Regions from separate parts of the Mus musculus genome. Here region 1 is linked to region 2. A link is a contact called in public promoter capture Hi-C data. All regions are on one chromosome and are shown on one strand. The core of a region is the stretch at or near the end of the contact, and the rest is flanking DNA. Distances in the headings are between cores, read along the strand shown.

The links. Promoter capture Hi-C pulls out the DNA fragments that hold promoters and counts their contacts.
Region 1: a contact with region 2 is called in a promoter capture Hi-C map of liver, with 4 times the contacts expected there. The contact joins the promoter of Dnajc11 here to the enhancer-like site in region 2. A contact is called at or near these places in 2 of 39 promoter capture datasets (the 3T3-L1 cell line and liver), 7 of 484 Hi-C or Micro-C datasets (cardiomyocytes, cerebellar granule neurons, embryonic fibroblasts and 4 more), 1 of 115 datasets of contacts at active chromatin or transcription factors (bone marrow-derived macrophages) and 1 of 9 other capture datasets (pancreatic islet).

What each region holds. Positions count from the first base shown.
Region 1 is chr4:151,928,845-151,935,650 of GRCm38.p6, reverse strand. It overlaps Dnajc11 (DnaJ heat shock protein family (Hsp40) member C11), which reads right to left and starts at 1,931. Exons shown (of 16, transcript NM_172704.3): 1 at 1,827-1,931. The coding sequence starts at 1,898.
Region 2 is chr4:151,773,346-151,780,766 of GRCm38.p6, reverse strand. All of the region lies in intron 3 of Camta1 (calmodulin binding transcription activator 1), which reads left to right. Among named protein-coding and RNA genes, the nearest start is that of Gm52710, 41 kb to the right of the region's middle. Within about 2 kb of position 2,501, at least 3 of the 459 cell types and tissues checked have an H3K27ac peak or open chromatin away from gene starts, as enhancers often do. A contact at or near this core is called in liver, where this site is marked.

The sequences.
Region 1 (6,806 bases), core at 682-3,181, 160 kb before region 2:
GGCTCCTGTCCCAGTGCAATAGCAATGAAAGGCCCTGAAATCCCAGAGGGCTCACATGTCCTGAACACCTGGACCGGTAGAGGTTCAGTAGCTCTGGCAAATGGGTAAAGAATGGCGGCTCAATTGCTAACAACCCAGACTAGTCAGAACTCAGAGATTTAAAAGGAAAGAAAACAGCAAACCCATCTCAGAAAGGTCGGTTCCTTTTACCACTCTGCTTCTTCAAGAACCAGGAAATGTCTGGGCCTTGTGCCTCTGGCCTTTATTCCTAGCATTTGAGTGGCAGAGGCAGCCAGATCGCTGCGAGTTCAAGGCTAGCCTGGTCTACACAGTGAGTTCTTGCCAGCACTACACTGTGTCAGGCCCTGTGGCAGAAAAAAAACAAACAAAAACAAAACAACTCAGGGGAAAACCTACAGTTTCATTCAACTGCTAACCTGGAAGTCCAGGAAACGTTTCCTGGAGGAGTTTCTGTGGTAAGCAGTGGCTGATACAGGGCACAGTATAGAGACAAAGAGCTTTGCTGTATGTGGAATGGTAAACTGAGGCAGTAGAGTTCAAGAGCTGGGTTTCTGGAGTTAGACTGCCCAGGGACGAATTGCACCTGTTTGTTCCCTCGATTATAATTACTGGATTGAATATATATATACACATGTATATATGTATACATACATATATACACACATATGTATGTACACACACACACATATATATGTATACATACATATATACTCATTCATACTGGATTGTTATGAGAGCGCCTATCACAATTTAAAGAGACACTGAGTCAGTTCTTTCAGCAGGTGGCTGTGCAGAAAACACTCAGAAAGATATTGGTTATTAGCACACAGACCAACTTTTACTGGCAACTGGGTTAGCTTTGCTGAGGCTAGCACAATTCCCTTACTTTTGATCTTTACCAGAAACCCTAAAAGACAGGATTGGGACTTGTGTGGAAGGACTGACAACTTGGACCCAGCAGCCACAGACCTCTCGAATGCCTTTCGTGACCTGACCTTGGAAGCCTTTCCGGGAACCCTTCTCTGACGGAGCTCAAGTGCGGACTAGCCATAGAGAACAAGAACGTATGCGAGGTATACACGTGCCAGACAGTGCGGACCTCAAGGGTGACTTTTTATTCTCGAGGAGACCGCGTGAATCCACTGGCAAGCACTGGATGCTGAAGTGCGGTCAGAGCGCCGGTGCGTCTCTGGCCTAGCACTTCTTGCTCATCCACGGCCCCCGAGTCGAGGCTGGAGAGGTCTTGCTCTCTGATTTCTGGGCAAAGGCTCAAGGGATCGGAGGAGGACACGAACGCCAGCCTGGGAGGGTAGCCTCTGCTTCGGAAGCACCAGCGATTGAGGGTCCGACCGAACCCTGGAGAGGCTCCCTGTGGCCTTGACCTTGCTGTCCAGGGCTGCGATCGCCCAGCTCCTGGCTCAGGCTGATGACCCTACCCTCTAGCCTAGGGTAGGAGTATGTAGGGGAAGCGTGGGACCTGGTTCCCCACTGCAGCGGCTGCCCCGGGGTCCTCGTCCCCCTTCCGGCAAGTACGTGGGTCCGGGTCCGGGCCAGGCCTGGGCACGGTGCACGCCATGCACGGGTCGCGGAGCGCCAGGCAGACGCTGGACCCGCGCCGGGGCGCGAGGGTCGCGGCGGTGCGGGCAGCTCGACGGCTGGCAGGCGCACACGGCGGCGGGGTCACGCGGCCTCCGGGCCGGGCCGTGGCCTTGCCGGGGCGGCTGCGGGGCCAGAGCCGCCCGTCCGACCGTCCAGAACCACCGAGCCGGGCCTCAGCCTCGCCGACGCCACGCCGCGGGCCTCACCTCCCTGCGCACGTTCAGCAGTGAGTAATAGTCTTCATTGTCCAGCTCCTCCTCGCTCAAGGCCGTCGCCATCTTCGCAACCTTTCACCCCGCCAAACCGGCGAGGCCGTGGTTAAGAGGGTCCGGCGCTGCGTAGCGCTTCCCGCGCGCCTCCCGCCCACGTCACAGCGGCCCCTGGCGGCCCGGAGCCGCACAGCAGCCCTTGGGACGCGCCTGCGCACTGCGCCCCCGCGCGGCCGAGGCCGGAAGCTGGGAGGTGTATATGTATACCAGCCTCTCGTGTGTGTGTGTGTGTGTGTGTGTGTGTGTGTGTGTGTGTGTGTGTGTGTGCAGTCTGTGTGTGTGTGTGTGTGTGTGTGTGTGTGAAACCTGTGTATGTGTGTACCAGCATGTGTGGGTGTGTACACAAGCATGTGTGTGTGTACGAGTGTGTGGTGTTTGTGTATGAGTGGATGCATGGGATGTGTGTATGAGGGTGTAAGGTGTACGTGAGAGTGTTGTGTGTAAGTGTGTGTGTGTGTGTGTGTGTGTGTGTAAGCGTGTGTGGGGTTTGTGAGAGTGTGATGAGGGTATGAGTGGGGTGGGGTGTATGAGTGGGGGTGTCCCGTGTGTTTAAGTGGGGGTGTGGTGTGTGTGTATGAGAGTGTGGGATGTGTGAGAGTGTGGGATATGTGTGTGTGTGTGTGTGTGTGTATGAGCACGTATGGGGTTTGTGAGAGTGTGGTGGGGGTGTGAGTGGGGTTGTGGTGTATGTGTGGGGTTGTGGATGTGTGTTTATAAATGTGTGTTCAAGTGTGGGTCAGTGTATGTGTGTGAGTGGGGGTGTGGGTGTGAGTGGACATATTGTGTGTGTGTTTACGGCTGTGAAAGTGATGGGGTTATGTGGTGTGTGTGTATCTGTATGGGCAGGGTTAGTATTCAACAGGGCCGCACCACACTCATAAGACCCTTATGGCCCAGGTTCTGGGTGGCGGCGAACCCGGGATGGCTGAGCTCCTTCCCCTGTTTTGGAGTCTGTTGTAAAGCCACCCTGAGCCCAGGCACGCATCTCTCCCGGGGCCCACCCACAAGGGAAGCCGCTGGTGGACCCACTTGCTGACTTATGTGTGCTCAGGAAACCTTCAAAGTGGTTACCTACACCCTTTGTGGTCCACAGAGGCTGCCTTATCTTCTGTTTCTGTCATGTTTTGTCTTTTCTTAACCATTGCCCTGAATGTAGGAGCACCTGGCCTTTTTTTTTTTTTTTTTTTTCCCTGCCGCATAAATGAGGAGGCAATATCCATTTGGTTCTTAATTGCGTCTGGCGTGCATATATACCTGTGGTTCCTACCTCAGAGCCATTCTGCTGGAAATTTCTCCTGTATAATTTAGCAGTGGAGTCTAATTGATTTCAACCTGGTGCCTGCTGTTTGGTGCCTTATTAAAAACGTCTTGGTTACAATAATCTAAATATTTTAAGTGTCTTTGAAATTATGTTATCAAGTGGTGGGCAGCAGCGTAGGCCCCTCCACCTGTTGGTTCACATGACCTGAGTCTTTTCTCAGGGGTCCTTGTTGTTCCTCCACACAGCCATCCGCTTGCCCGTCATAAGCTGGTATCCTGGGAGACCCCGACACCTGTCTGCAGATAGGAGAGGTTGATTTCTTTCTCATCCTAATTCTTGGCCAGATGTGCGCCATCTGGGCCTGTGTCACGTCCCTTCCAAGGTGCTCACTCCTCTTAGGATCTTTTGGCGGGAGACATCTAGGTGTGTGGAGTCAGCCTGCAGTAGGCTGTTGACCCAGGTTGTAAATTAGCAGCTTTTTATTATTTTGTTAAAGCATGGTAGGCCTCCCTACACGACGGCATCCACAGCCATGCCCCGTCAGCTCTCCTCCTGCAGGTTTATAGACTTTTCTTCTCTCCCTTCCTTCGCAGAGCTGTGGTTAGGGCTAAACTACCTGCTGACATTTTCTGGTTTTTGAAATTTCATGCGCGTGCAAGGGGTGCGGCTCTCTCTCTCTCTCTCTCTCTCTCTCTCTCTCTCTCTGTGTGTGTGTGTGTGTGTGTGTGTGTGTCTACAGTGTTGAGATGTCTCAATTTTCCTTAGGTTTGTAGATATTAACTGGCCTGCAGTGCTCACTTGGGCAGAGAAATCCTTGCAGTACCTCCTTTGCTTGGGAAAGGAAACACAGCTGGTAGATGTTACGTAAGTGGAACATGAGGCGTGTTTCCCGACGCCCAGGTCTGTGTTTCTGTGATTGAGAATGGCCTGGTTTTTATCACCACTCAGACAAAATAAATAACAACTCAGGGATGCTCTGGGCCCGGCCTCTCTCGGGCCCACGATATTTTGTGCGGCACTTCCTTGGAAAGTGTCTGTGACAAATGGAGAGCTGGGGGAATGGATGTATTTCCAGGGTTGGTTGTTTTCCTTTCTCCCCTCCAAAAAACCCTGATGTGCCATGGGCAAAATAATGAGAACCAAGGGCTGTACAAATTTATACGTTAAAAAACACACATCCAACATGCTCCTGGAACCAGAGAAAGTGCTGAAAGGGCTCTATTGTTCAGGGCCTGGCACCTTCTAAAGCTACCTGTAGTTTAGGGGCAAAGCAAAACTTAGGTTAATACACACATGATGCATGTTTGAAGATTTATTTTATGTGTGAGGTTTCTTTTTATTCGTGTATGTATGTGCACCACCTGCATGCCTGGGGCCTGAGGATGTCAGAGAAGGTACCAGATCTCCTGGAATGAGAGTTACAGAGGGTTGTAAGTCACCATGTGACTGCTGGGAACCAACCTGGGTTCTCTGTGAGGCCAGCCAGTGCTCTTAACCACTGAGCCAGCTCTCCAGACCATTTATTTATTTATTTAAAAGTTTTTATTTATTATTGTATGCATATGACTACACTGTAGCTGTCTTCAGACACACCAGAAGAGGGCACCGGCTCCCATTATAGACGGTTGTGAGCCACCATGTGGTTGCTGGGAATTGAACTCAGCACCTCTGGAAGAGCAGTCAATGCTCTTAACCTCTGAGCCATCTTTCTAGTCCCCCAGACCTTTGTTTCTGTAACTATGGATACACTTGTCTATTTTATGCACGCACAAAAGCTATCGTGAGTGCTCATACAGAACACACACACATGCAACTGTTGTCGAAAGCTTGCATCTTTATTATTTGTTTTTATTTTCATTTTCTATTTTTCTGTGGCAGGGTCTTGTATAACCCAGGCGGGACTTGAACTCCTTATGTATCGGAGGAGGACTTTGAACTCGTGATCTCCCACCTTAACATCACACGTGCTGGGATTTGACTGTGAGCACCATGCCCGGGCTCTCTCTTTTCAAACAGTATAAATCTAAAGGCACTCATCTCCAGTGTCACATATTCATAACGATCCTAAGTTGTTCCACTCTCACTTAGCCACTCTGCAGACAACCAGGAAGTTTCTTTTGCTTGTTTGATGACTTAATACAATTTTGGGATCCTTCCTTCTAGTGTGTTCCGGAGATAGGTCTGCCACATTAAATAAAGGACTTATTGAGTTGAAATTTAATTTCAGGAAACAGCAATTAAATGTACTTACTTTAAGTGAGAACTTAATGACTTAGTTTAAGTGTGACTGTACTAACCCCTTTCCTCATCCAGACAGAACACCAGGCCAGAGCGACTTAAGGGAGAAAGGTTTAGTTCCGCTCACAGTTCCAGGTGTGGTCCATCCTTGGGAAGACCTAGATGGTGGGAACCTGAGGAGGCAGCTGGACTCATTGCTTCCTCGGTCAGGAAACTCAGCACAGCTTAGCAGTATGGCTCAGTGACTGAAGGAGCTTGCTGCCAAGTCTGACGATCTAAGTTTGATCCCCAGAATCCATAAGGAAGAGAGAGAGAGAGAGAGAGAGAGAGAGAGAGAGAGAGAGAGAGAGAGAGAATAGACTCCAATAAGCTGTCATCTGATTCTCTATGTGCTCAAAGGCGTGAATGGATACACACACAATATACACACACAATGTAGTGCCTGTCAAAATACAATTCCATCATGGTATTGATATCATATGGGGCATATACTAAATATTTATCTGAAATTCAAATTCAGCAGGGTACTACAGTATGGATTAAAAATGTCCCCAGTGCCGGACAGTGGTGGCACACGCCCTTAATCCCAGACTTGGGAAGACAGAGGCAGGCGGATTTCTGAGTTTAAGGCCAACTTGGTCTACAGAGTGAGTTCCAGGACAGCCAGGGCTACACAGAGAAACCCTGCCTCGAACCCCCCCCCCCCAAATAGAAATGTTCCAAGTATGAGTGTGTTATAGGCTTGTTCCCCACTGTGGTGGAGGTGGGAGTCAGTGGGAACTGTCAGAGGCAGAGCTGTGTGGGCAGACATAGTTCTTTACTGTGCCCTCAAGAGGGACTATGGGACTGTGCTGGCTAGTCTCATGGCACCTTGATACAAGCTAGAGTCATCTAAAACGAGGAGCCTTGAGTGAGAAAATGCCTCCATAAGACCCAGTTGTGAGCCAGTCTGTAGGGCTTTTCTAAATCAGTGATCAAATGGGGGAGGGCCCAGCCTATGGTAGGTGGCACTGTCCCTGGACAGGCGGTTCTAGAAGAGCAGGCTGAGCAAGCCCTGGGAAGCAAGCCAGTAAGCAGCACCCCCCATGGCCTCTGCATCAGCTCCCGCCTCCAGGTTCCTGTCCTGTGAGAGTTCCTGTCCTGTCTCCCTTCAGGGACGGGCTACAGCGTGGAAACGTAAGCCAGATAACCCCTTTCCTCCCCGGTTTGCTTTTTGGTCATGGTGTTTCATCATAGGAATAGTGACCCTAACTAAGACAGAGACCCCAATCTCCTCTTCCTTTCTGTGAGTCAGTAGGCTTTCTCTGACACATGCTTCTGTCATGGTATGTGACAGGCCCCAAAATGTCAGGCCAATTGGCTGTGGATGGAAACTTCGAGAACCGTGAGCCAAAGTGACCTGTCTTCTCTGTAAGCTG
Region 2 (7,421 bases), core at 1,252-3,751:
ACTTTAAACCCCAAGTTTACATGAACTGAATGTTACTAAGAATGAAAGAGATTTGAGTGACCTATTAAACTTCATCCAGAGTGACTGTGAAAGAGTACAGCAGCCACTTACCTTGGGGAGTGGCCTGCACCATGTATTCCCTGTGCCCCTGTTCCCCCCAGCAAACTTCCCTTTCTTATTACCACAGCAATGACCTGTTTATGTGTTGATTACTGCCTCCCAAAGAATGGAAGCTCCGTGAGAGCAGGGCCTGTTGCTGTCTCTGTCGCCAGCATACAGGCAGCTCCTGTTACATCAATAAATGCTGTTCAGTGAACGAGTGGGCCACTAGTGTTGCGTTTTTCTCAGTCTTTAACTTGCTGTTATGGGCTGTATGCCATTGAAAATTACCATGTAGGAAGTCTTGTTTTGCAGCTAGTTCAGGGAGGGACGAGAAGCCAGAGTATCCAAGATGATGGGATCATGAATCGCAGAGCCACTGTGAGTGTGGTGTTTATGGTGCAGCAGCAGACAGATGGAATGTGAGTCACTGCACTGGCGTGGCGTAGTATCACCGTCACTGAGGAGAGTCCAGGGACATGGAAAAGCCAGCAGAGGCCCTGAGTAGTCTTCAGTTACCCAGTGATCGCAGTGACTGACAGTTCCCAGTGCCCAGTTCTTCAGTTACCCAGTAATCCCAGTGCCCACGCGCTGTCTAGTGAGCAGGTGTTAGCCAGGACAAGTGGGGCTGGAGGGAACGACATCTTGGCCATCAGTAGCTGCCTCATGAGAGTTTAGGACTTCGTGGTCCCAGGACTGGCTTAGTGTATGGGATAGGTGTACTCTGTGGTATTCCTATGTTGCCCAGAGCACTCATGGGCCAGTTGTTATGCTTGCAAGTCCACATATAGAGAATGACAACAAAAGTCCTGGCCCAGCAGCCTTCACTCTCCATCTTTGCCCTTTGTGTATTCTCGGTGGTCACTCCTGCAACTCTTTAGTTTTTGTTTTGTAACAAAGACTGTGATGTGGGCCATTATCTCAAGGTGAGTCTGTAGTGATGGTGCCTTCTGATGACAAGTCTGCAGCGTCAAACTTCTCCAGGGTAGTGCATTTCACCTGTCAGCTTTGTGCATCTCAATTGTAAACTTTGCTTATTACACACAGAAGCAGTCCACTAAAACCAGGACAAAGAGCCAATCAAACCCAAGTTGTCCTCACTTGGGAAGTGTCTAATAGCTTCGATCAAACCAGACATAGCCATTTTTAAGGAACACGAAGTCCAAACCTTTGTGTGTCACACAACAAACCCAGAGGGTAAAGCTGTGGTAGTGGTGCTGCCTGCACCAGGCATGTCACTGAGTGGCCTTTCCCTCCGGTGGAAGCGCATGAAGAAGTATAGGTTTTGAGCTGAGAATGTAATTGCAGGAAGTGGCTAACGAGGCAGAGCTCACAGACCCCTCAGAATTGTGTGCGTGAGTAAATCCTGGTGCAGGGTAACACGTGGTAATCCTGGTAAGGGTGTGGTAACTTGCTTGGAACAGCAACCCAGGACATAGTGAACACAACTGCATGCTCTTTATTCTTAGAGGGGTTGAAGCTCCGCTTAATAAAGTGCACTATGACTTTGTTACAGTCAACGTCTCCTTCCTGATTCATCAAGCACGGCTTCTTATATTAAGAAATCAACTAGTCTTTCTTGGTTGGTGTTCCTGTTGTGTGCCTATGTGAAAGGAGCTGGCAGAGGTGGACCAGGTTACAGATCGCTCAGGCCAAAGATGGAAGAGAAGTCAAGTTCTTCATGTCTGCTTTTAGTTTGAAATGTCTTTTTATCACTCTAAAGATCTGATTGGCTTGCTGTTGTTTACATACATATATATGCTTCTGCTGTGTGTATGTGTGTGTACCTTTAAGTTTTATGGGGTTCAGTGAAACGGATTGTTTTAAGTCACGGTTAAAATCGCATATTTAGCACGTCATCCATTTAAAGTCTAGTTCTCATTCAGTGTTCCTGTAGTTTGTATTACATATCATAAGCTTTTCAAGAGTGATTGCATGAGTTAGTGCCCTCTGCTGGTACACAGAGGACATCAGGCAGAGGAACTTTGACCCAGGAGCCTTTAAAGAGGAGTCACTTTACATGGAGATTTTTGCCAGCCTTTCCTTGTGATTTTGAAGGCCCCTTGGTTGCTGATTTACACCCACTTGAATTTTGTCTTTTTTCTTGTGTTTCATGCCTGCCAGTTAGTTACTCCACTAAGCCTGGGCCATGGGGTTGACTTAGCAACAGCTTCAGTCAAGTTGAAAGCAGTGCTCTGAGTGGGGGGCTTCTCAGATGGGCTTGCTGCCATTTAGATTTCCCAGGGGGATCTATGAAATGATTTCAGATGCATTCCTTACTCTGCCTTTTTGAGATGGGGCATTGCTGTCAGTTCCTGGATTAAGAAAAGGTCCTGCCTGCTAGCTTTGTGTGATTTACAGGCACAGCTTGGCCCCAACTCAGTGGGTAGGTAGGTCTTGATGACCTTATGTGCTCCCTGGTGTTCTCTGTAGCCAGCTTTCCCTCCGAGGTACCCTGGCCAGATTCTAGTACTTTGGATTTTGGCATCAGGTAAAGCAGACACTGAATCTGTCTCTAGCTCTACAGCTTTAGGGCCTGGGGACATGGCTCTGCCTTATGTGGCCATTGTGAAGTAGGGAGGGAGCCTAGCCTGTGTGTGAGACCCTGAAGAGAATGAAGGTAAAAGATGAGCTCAAGGGCCAACGACAGATGAACCTTCCTGGATGGCTGCTAAAAGAAAGTCGTGTTTCCTCTGCTTAACAGCAAGCCCTGCCTTTGGTACATAAAAAAAAAAAAAAAAAAAAAAAAAAAAGAAAGAAAGAAAGAAAGAAAAGAAAAAAAAGCCACCTTTATTTTGGGTTAGCTTCATAATTTAACAACAAAGTTACAAAGATGAGACTGAGTTTACACATACTGCTTTGATACTGCCGGGTTTTCTTGAAGAGTGTCTTTATAATCAATGCACCTGGATCAAATCGGGTGTAGGTGTCCACTTAGCATTTTGCTGAAGACTGAAATGTTTGCCTTCAGTATGTGAGTTTCCACTGCAGGTAGACCTGGCACTTGTCCCAGACCACCTTCTGTTTTGGCTTCGTTCCATGTCTCTGGCTATTTGATGTTAGAAACACTTTCTGCGCTTTTCCAGCATCATAATGTGTAAGTATTCTCCCTATTTGTATACTTACCGCTGTGTGCAGCCTGAAGAGAGAGAGGGGGCAGTCCATGGCATTGTGTTTCAGCTCTGCAGTTTTGTAATCTCGTAGCTGCTTCTCATACACTTAGACTGAAGACAATGTACTACTGTCTGTCTGTCTGTCTGTCTGCTTTCACAGTGAGTAAGGGATCCCCAGATGTTCCTTTAGAACGGCAGAACTCCAGTTCAGACCCCTCTAACGCACATCTTCATCTAGTCTGCCAGCTACTGTTAAGTACAGTTATTGAAATACACGGAAGCTCCTTGAGGTTCATGTACTTCAGTTTAAGAAAGTGACATGCCGGGCTGGTGAGATGGCTCAGTGGGTTAGAGCACCTGACTGCTCTTCCGAAGGTCCAGAGTTCAAATCCCAGCAACCACATGGTGGCTAACAACCATCCGTAACAAGATCTGACTCCCTCTTCTGGAGTGTCTGAAGACAGCTACAGTGTACTTACATATAATAAATAAATAAATCTTAAAAAAAAAAAAAAAAAAAAAAAAAAAAAAAAAAGAAAGTGACATGCCAGACACTTGTCACCTTGCTTCTTTATGCTGAGGATGAGAAGGGAGAACACTGTCCCTTTTTCATGAGCTAGATGATGTAAGAGGATCAAGGGTTGATCTAGTGGAGGGTCCCAGTGAGAACACAGACCCTGGTCCTAACCATTCTGCAAGCAGCCCAGCACCTCTAGCACACAGCTCCTGTAACATGCCCGTTTGAAAAGGCTGCTGTCCTCTGCACTGAGAGGACTTGTGCTGACATCGGGCTGTTCATGCATAATAATTCTTTGATACCCCGTAGACAGTTCCCTTCTTCTAGACCTTTATCAGCTGTTCTGGAGTTGACATTGTTAGGCCTGAAGAAACCAGGGCTCAGGCAGCATGGGCTCATCTGTAAGTGATGACTGCCTTGACTACATTGGCACCATAATGGCTCCCGAGTAACTGGGACTGCTTCTGTGAGGCTTAGTGACTGCGCTCTGGGTGCATGCTGTGCTGCAGATAAACCTTGGCGGCAGAGAGATGTGCAGCATTTTTTTCTAAGTGCCGCTGAGCTATTTGAAAGAGATCCTCGGTAAGGGCAAGTTCTTGAGAAGATAGCAGAATGCCTTACAGAAACGTCGGACTGTGGATGGAAACAGCAGAGCGTCTTCAGAGAAGACGTTGGCGTGTGTGACGGAGGTGGCTGTATATTAGATAATACCCATTCCTGTCCTATGAAAGTTAAATAGCGGTGGTCGTGTACCTTGCTCGTCTTTGCTTTTGGTTCATGTCCATTTCTCAGAGCAGCTGAGCTGAGTCCCCTGCACTGGTGGTTGTGGTAACAGCGCTCTAGGCTTCAAGCATCAGCCACTTTGGTGAGTTTGGTAGGTAGCATCTGCTGCTTTCCCCTTCTGCCCCTTTGAGACTTGACTCCAGCTGGTTTTCTAGCTGCAGTATAGCCGAGGACAGTCTTTCGTTTCTGATCCCCTCCCTTCTCTTCCTGAGTGCCACCTTGTATGTTTATTTTGAGAGCGTGTCTTTGTACCCCGGCTGTCTTGGAAACTCACCGTGTAGACCAGGCCTTGAACTCAGAGTTCTTCCTGCCACTGCCTCCGGAGTGCTACAGATGTGTGCCATGAGGACCTTTTCGGTTGTTAGTAAAGGTGACTCTGCAAAGACGAACGGATTGAGATAAGTTTTGAGCCTCTGAAAGCCCAACAGCTTCATTAAAGCCGAAAACATGTCTGAACTGTTGTCTGTTGTAGTCTGGCACCAGAGGTTCAGGAGAGCTGTCCCGAGCCTCTTTTCTGGTGGCTGTCCTTAAAATTTCTAGTGTCTGTTGTGCAAATCGTGGTTGTCGGTTTGCTTGCCCTCTTTGTAAAACATCGGACAGTCTGGCTGTGATCCATAAACCTTGAACTCTGTAATCCTGTCAGCAGAGGCAATCTCAGGTTGGCAAAATCCAGGGTGAAGATGTTGTTCCTAGTGGAGTTTTACATCACCGTGAATTATTTTTCTCTTGAGCCCACATGAATGGCCATAGTGCTTGGCTACTTTGGCAGAATGAGCTGTCCTGTCTACTGTTTGAGGTACTTAGCACTTCCCCGTCTCTTGTGTTGGACTCCGTAACCCACTTACTGATCCTAACTGCAAGAGTGATTATGATTTCAGTTTGTATAAAAATTCCAAACCATCAGGCCTACTCCTCACTTACCAAGAACTAGTTATCCAAATAGTGAAACCACAGGTCTCTCAGCCGCAGGTGGTGCTTGGCTACACTTCTGCCACCTTTCCCACCACAGAGAAACCGAAAAATGAGCTGCCCGGTGCCTGCGGCAAAGACAGGGAAACAGCTGGGTTGGTAGCTTCTGTGAAGGTTGGTGGGACGTGGGATCGAGCCTGTCTTTTCAGTACCTGCGTGACTGCCCTGCAGTGGCAGGGGCCTTTAAAGTAGGTTTTGCATTTTAAGTTTAGTTTTGAGAACCAGCTATTTATTGTGTAAGCTAAGTTGCTGGGAAGTTTGTTTTAAAGATGCGGGCACCCTCTATTTCAGTGAACCCAGTAAAAATAGCATGGAATAAAATTTAATTATGCTGTACTGAATATTTCATGTGGAATTAAGGGGCAAAGCTGCCTTTAAAAAGCATTAGGTTTGGGAAGAAGAAAGGCTTTGTAGGTTCTTTGGAAGATGCTATAATTAAAAGATTTGCTCAAATGTATTTTCTCCCTTTTTGAAGAGTTTAAAGAAATCCATCCATCCTTTCCTAAATTGATTCTTTCTCCAATGTCATTGCTGTCTGGCAGTCAGTGTGCTGCCATGGTGCTGATTTGATGGCCGCTTTCTGTCAAATGTAAAGTAGTTTGTTTTTTAATCCTCTGATTTAGACATTTAATAGAAAGCAAATGTTTGGCTTACTTTGGTTTCTGCTGAACCTGTATTTAAACCCGCAAACAGTTTGAATAAAGCGAAGGCACCACTGGACTAGCTATTTTAAACATCTCAGGATGTAAGAATGCTAAATGGGGTTCCCTTTTAAAAATAGAAATGGCTGCTTGCATTTACATAATTACTGCTAACTAGCACAACGTTTTAAACAGTGATAAACTCAAGCTAGAGAAAGTACCTGTTTTTAAAAGCCCGGTGATAGGAAGTTGTTCTGTGAGTGGTGCTGCTGATGGAGGGCCTCAGAGCCAGGCTCTTCAGGAAGGAGGGGGGCTGGGAAGAGAGGGGTGGCTCCGGCAGGTCCTGGTTTGATGCGCTGCAGTCTGCATCCGAGTTAGAAGCTGCTGAGGGCTGAAGTCAGTGTGGGCGAAAGAGCATGGAAGAGAGTGAAGATGAAGGGTAAGCTGGGCCGGGCCACACCTGCAGTCCCTGCACTGGGGAGACTGAGGCCAGCCTGGGCTGAGTACGCCCCGTCTCATAGAACATAAACAGTTTATACAAACTCGTTGGTTAAAGCCAGAGCTCTGAGTGTCCATGGTTTTGCCTTTCCCCATCCCAAACATCTGATCCATCTGTCTGTTTCCTTCTAACCTGGATCAGACTGGATGTCTCCACCCAGCACCAGGTCTCCTCCTTTTTTGCTGGACAGCTGTTCCCATTTCCTCCTTGGACGCCCTGCCTCTCTTTGCCTCCCTGTTCAGTAGCCATGGTATCTGCCCAGAAGTGAGAGTGGCAGTTGCCTTGTCATCCTCCCCATTCCCCTCCCCCCTCCAGGTTGTTTACTTGTTTACAGGTTGTTTACTTGGCCTCTGGTTACTGAAGCTGTCCACACCTGGAGCACATCAGACATGGTTCTCTTAGGCTCCTCTGTTTTGTCTACCTAGCAAGCTTTCCCGTCAGCCCATTCCCACTTGTATGTACTGGCTCCTCTGTACCAGCCAGGGCTCCTTCCGAGGATCATCTCCTCAGACGATGCCACTGCCGTATTCAGTCTGCGTCATTCACACTGCATCTTTTGTTTATTAGTCAAGCAGTTATTTCCTTATCTCGGCTCCTGTCTCTTCCCCCACCACAGGAGCGCTCTCAGGTCTGTGTCCCTCAGCTGTGTTCCTAGCAGTCAAGCGCCTGGAGAGTACAGGTAGTTGTTGACTGAGTGTGTGGGAGAGGAGCTTGTGTGGGAGGAGACTGCCCCCACACCCCCGGGGACAACTAAGCCCCTCTCAGGCATCATGAAACCCTCAGAGGACATGTCCTATGTG